2 separate regions of the Triticum aestivum genome follow, and region 2 is linked to region 1. Evidence: chromatin contacts called from public Hi-C data. All regions are on one chromosome and are shown on one strand. Each heading gives the region's core, a stretch centred on a gene start, on an enhancer-like site or on the middle of the called end of the contact. The rest is flanking DNA. Distances are from core to core; before and after follow the strand shown. Region 1 holds the start of LOC123163790 (phospholipase D alpha 2). Region 2 has its middle 11 kb from the start of LOC123164589.

Evidence for each region. A called contact is a pair of places that touch in the nucleus more often than the background predicts.
Region 2: a Hi-C map of leaf shows a contact between it and region 1, with 6 times the contacts expected there. The contact joins the enhancer-like site here to the promoter of LOC123163790 in region 1. A contact is called at or near these places in 2 of 5 Hi-C or Micro-C datasets (both in leaf).

The regions. Positions count from the first base shown.
Region 1 is chr7D:485,100,557-485,103,256 of IWGSC CS RefSeq v2.1, reverse strand. LOC123163790 (phospholipase D alpha 2) reads right to left here and starts at 1,295. Exons shown (of 3, transcript XM_044581170.1): 1 at 1,012-1,295; 2 at 1-703. The coding sequence starts at 1,119.
Region 2 is chr7D:485,243,930-485,246,629 of IWGSC CS RefSeq v2.1, reverse strand. No RefSeq gene overlaps it. Among protein-coding and RNA genes, the nearest start is that of LOC123164589, 11 kb to the right of the region's middle. Within about 2 kb of position 1,354, at least 1 of the 8 cell types and tissues checked has an H3K27ac peak or open chromatin away from gene starts, as enhancers often do. A contact at or near this core is called in leaf, where this site is marked.

The sequences.
Region 1 (2,700 bases), core at 46-2,545:
CGCTGGCCTTGCGCTTCAGGAGCTCGCCGAGGGTGGCGTCGCCGCCGGGGCGCGGTCGGGAGCCGTCCCGTATCAGCGTGATCTCGGTGTACACCGACCAGCCGGTGACGTATATCAGGTGGCGCGCGTCGCTGATGGCGTCGAACACGTCCTCCCAGCACCGCCCCTGCTGGTAGGTCCGGCCGCCGGAGAGCGGGATCCTGGGCGCGAACGCGTCCGGGGTGTGCGCGTCCTGGTACAGGGTGACCCTGCACCCGGGCCGCTGGGAGAAGAAGGTGTACGGCACGCCGGGGTGCCGCGCGCCGCCGAGGCCCGCGCCCCACTCGCGGCGGTTGGCGGTGACGTCGCAGAACCTGAGCCGCACGTGTATGGTGGGCCCGTGGTGGATCTTTTTCTTGCTCGGGTCGAGGACGTCGAGCCGGCGCTCGATCTCCCGGCCGCCGGCGTCGAGCAGCTCCCGGACGGGGAGGTAGGCGCGGCCGATGAGCGTGGCGCCGATGGGCTGCGCGGCCTTGACGGTGAAGACGACGTCGGCGGCGAAGTGGGCGCAGTAGATGTGGAAGTCCTCGTACCAGCGCGGGTTCACCGGGTCGCCGGCGATGACCCGCGTCCGGCCGACGCGCGCCTTGCCGAGGTCGACGGTTGCGTACAGCTGCGTCGACCCCTTGCCGCGCCCGATCGTCTCCTCGAACCCCTCCACGAACTGCAACCAGACAAGATTCTTTACCAATCGGACAAGCTTCCTACGCATTCAAACAAACAAATCTACTACTCCAGCAGCGAACAGCAGACTGTAAAATTCGCATCTCCTTTTAGGAGCCAAAGAATTTCTCCTCCATGTACAAAAAACCAAGAATTCCTCTGCCGCGGAACAAGATTTCAGATCTCTGGGCTCGAAGGGAGCGGGATATTTTCTTGATTTTCTATTCTACGGACGCAATCTACTCTGCTTACACTCTGCCGTGGTTGCAGCAAGTGCAAAGAGGGGAGGAAGGGGAGTGACTGACTGACCCTGCGGAAGATCTGGGGGGCGCCGCCGGTGGCGCGGTCGGGGTTGGTGAGGTTGTCGGCCTCCAGGATGGTGGCGTGGAGGGTGCCGTGCAGCAGCCGGTGAGCCATTGCTGCCGCGCCGTCTCACCTCCCAGGTCAGTCCCAGGAGAGCTTCAGGCTGTGTGGAGACGGACGAAACAATGCGCCAAGAAGGGCAGGCCAAGGAAAAGGAAAATCACAATTTCCACGTAACCTTACGGGCTAAGGCAAAGGGGTCTGAGACCGTCCGTCCAATAGGAGAGAGAGGGCGAGAGTCAGAGAGATGGAGCAAAATGTTGACGTAAAGTAGGACGAACCAGCAGAAGATTGCTGGAAGAAATTAATGGCGGGAGGAAACTAGTAATGCACGGAATTAATAGCCGCCGAAAATGCATCACGCCATTTTGGTTCTGTGATTAATGCTTTGTATTCTCGTAATATATGTATATCTTTCCAAACGAGAAAGACGAAGTGGGAGCAAAGGCGGGACCGCGGGAGGGGCCAAAGCACTCGGGGCTGCCTGGCACTTTTTTGGAGCAGGGGTCACATGGCGTCAACGCTACAGATCGCAGAGCTCCAGCGTGCGCGTACGATGAGAAACAGAGGGAGGAGATGCCATTGCCGTCCACGCGGAGCACGAGCGCGGCACTGGAGTACTCTACTACCATGCGCGCACTATCACTGTCGTCAAGCTCGCTTCATTTCTCGGTATAAAACGGAGATCCAGCCATTTTATAGTATCCGGTAAAACCCGGTGCTGCAATATCGCTTTAGGGTTCCCTCGAAAACAATTTTGCGGGAACGCAAAGGCTCCGGCAGAACAAAACTCGTAAATCTCGTACTGCAAATTTAAAAACATCTTTGCACTAGAAATAGTTCATCACCCCCCGCTCCTCCCTCGTGTCGCCCTCCCAGGGGCGACCAGATCTCCTCCGTCGCCACCCCCCTCCTGCACATATTCCCTGTCGGATTTCGGGTTCCGGCAAAACCCTTGAGGTTCGAACACTGGGGTGCGCACGAAGATTTCCCCCTACTGAATCTCGCCCTCGCCCTCACCGCGATCTCACAGGCTAGCTAGATGAACTCGCAACACAAGGAACACAAGATTTATACTGGTTCGGGCCACCGTTGTGGTGTAATACCCTACTCCAGTGTGGTGTGGTGGATTGCCTCTCGGGCTGAGGATGAACAGTACAAGGGGAAGAACAGCCTCCTGAGGAGAGGTGTTCTTGTGCTTGGTGGGTGTGAGGATGAACTGAATGAGTTCCAGCTCAGTCCCTTCCTACTATGGTGGCTAGTCCTATTTATAGAGGCCCCGGTCCTCTTCCCAAATATTGAGCGGGAAGGGATGCCACAACGGCCAATTTGAAAGGGGACAGCTAGTACAAGCTATCCTGACTAAAGGTGGTCTTCGCCTGCCAAAGGCTCTGGTGGTGACGCCGTCTTGGGCTCCACGGTGACCTCCGTCCTGCCGTCCTGCTGGTCTTGGTCTCGTTGCACCGATATGAAAACCTTTTCCTGGAAACGAGGACACTGTGCGTGCTAACGCCCGCCTGGTCTTGGTCGTCATGGCTTACGTCATTGGACTCGCGAGGTTCGCCTTGCCTTGATCTCTCCGCCCCTCGCGAGCCAGTCCTGGTGAGGCCGCCCCCGAGGAGGTCTGGTGTCGTC
Region 2 (2,700 bases), core at 105-2,604, 140 kb before region 1:
AATTGTTTTCAAGAGATTTTATTGTAATTCTTAGTCATAGCAGTTACTTTGTATTTTATTGGATCTTAGGTCCAAATCAGTGTACCTGTAATTGTTATGAGTATGAATAAAGTTACGGGTTTCTTAAAAAAATACTCCCTCCGTTCCCAAATAATTGTCTTTCTAGCCATCTCAAATGGACTACAACATACGGATGTATGTAGACATGTTTTAGAGTGTAGATTCACTCATTTTGCTCCGTATGTAGTCACTTGTTGAAATCTCTAAAAAAACAATTATTTAGGAACGGAGGAAGTAGAAAACTTGCAAGGAGACGAAGCTAACTTTCCAAAGTATATGACTACGTAATTTCGACGCTGCAAATAGAACCCTAAGTCTCCCGCCGTGCCTAAGGTCCCTTTACCAATGTGCCCACGCACATTGTAGTCCATGAGTCTTGTCACTGACCACCCCGCAAAAAAAAAGAGTCTTGTCACTAACCAGATATTTTGGCAAGCTTCCTCCGTTTCAAAATAGATGACCAAACTTTATACTAACTTTGCAAAATTAGTACAAAGTTGGGTTATCTATTTTGGAACGAAGGAAGTACTGCATATCACAGTGGATGAGACAGCGTGTTCGGTATAACTAAGAGAACACACGCACTGCCGTACGACCGTACAGTTCGTGCCTCAATGGCCAAGCACGCGAATTGTCAAACGTGTTAGGCATAACAAGAGAACACCTGTTCTTTACCTGATTGACCAAACACTTTGTCTGATCTAAATAGCTGCACGCGAGCGTGCTTTACGTGTTTATTACTAGTCTGTCTATGCCTTGACGGCAAGAACACGTTGCCTGTTCTGCCTAGACATGCCAAATTCCTATATCTGGCGGCCCTGGTTAGGATCAAACATTGGTTTCGGTCAACAGTCCAGCCAAAAATACTCTACGCCTTTTTTCCTTGCAGAGGAAGCACGTACAACGCACACCTAAAAATGCCTTCTGATCTGGGGCAGCTTGTACCGTTCGTACCGAAGCTGCCTGCGGCGCCGATAAGCAATCCGGACATGGCGGACCAGTCTTCGACCAGCGTGCGTGACTGGGTGAAGCAGCTCACCTCGTCTCCATCCACCGGAATGCAGTCACAACCTTGGCTGCACTGCAGCCAGTCAAGAAACAGTGGCGGAATTATGTTCGGCACGCGGTGGTGGGCAGTGAGTGCAAGGGAGGCGGCACCATCGCCGCACGGCTACACGACGGAGGACGAAACTTGTCACCTGTTTCCTGCTCCTTTACCACCTCTGCCCCGCCATCTCCGTCGTCCCTGCTTTCGCACGGCGTAGCTTTCGAGCACGAGGGCTTCTAGAAGAGCCGAGCAGCTTAGCGGAGACAACGAAAACATCGACAATTCAGCTACCGTCAGCTCCCTAGCATCCCAGTCTATCTTTCCAAGAGGCTTCTTTCGGCAACCGTGAGGCCGCTGACAGTGATACATTCACAGCATCGGGCTTTACGTGAACTGGTAAACAACGGGCACAATCGGCACCACACCTTTCTTCTGCCCCGTATCAGTCCCCGCAGTGTATGGAGGATATTACTAATAATAATAAAATGGATCTACTATGCTTCTTGTGTTATCAGTTCTGGGACTAACTTTTCTTAGAGAAATCAGTTGGCAAAACCTACAACATGTTTCCGGGAATATCAGTTCAGCAACTGTGTAGCAAAACCCTTTCTTTACCATTAAGAACCCGCCTGTATGGATGCACATACCCTGAACTGGAACAACAACACGGAAATACCTACTATGTAAACACCTCGAAGGAAACTTTTGCTAAGCACACATACATAGCTTTCCGGATACTTCACCATCATTACATCACTCAAGCCTCCCTCCCAGCCTCCCAGGTCACTTGCGTCGATGATGCATGCATATGTACTCCCTCCGTTCGGAATTACTTATCGCAGAAATGGATGTATCTAGACGTATTTTAGTTCTAGATACATCCATTTCCGAGACAAGTAATCCCTCCGTTCGGAATTACTTGTCGCAGAAATGGATGTATCTAGACGTATTTTAGTTCTAGATACATCAATTTCCGAGACAAGTAATTCCAAACGGAGGGAGTACATAATAGGGTTAACCATAAGGAAGCCGAATCGGCAGCGGAGGCAGAAACAGAATAGTACATATAATAGACATTGATTTTTGGCTAGCAAAGGAAAATACACGCATGCATAATCAGCAGCCATTTCTACTAGTCCCTCCGTTCACTTGTATAAGACGTTTAGATAGTTCAGACAGCTCTCAAAAACAGTTCAAAATCAGCTGTCTAAAACGTCCTATAAAAAGGAACTGAGGGAGTAGGTAATTTTGCGGTCAGTACAGACCACAGCTCTGGTCTCAGTTTAGGAGAATAAGGATTTGTAAATTGTATAAAGATATTATTATTTTCCTGTGTTACAATTTTGACCAACAAAACTCACCACTAGACTGGGGGCAAACAAACCTTCATGAATTCACAATTAACAGCTAACTCGATGCCAATGGTGCCATTAACTGAAAGTGCAATGCAAAGCAAATGAATCATAAAGCACAAGTGATAAAGAGAATTCAACCGCAATAAAAATGATGGAAGAGAATTTATCCAAATCAAGCTGCATGCATCAACAAATGAGTTGCAGGTTCAATTAACCGAATGATTCACCCAGTTTGGT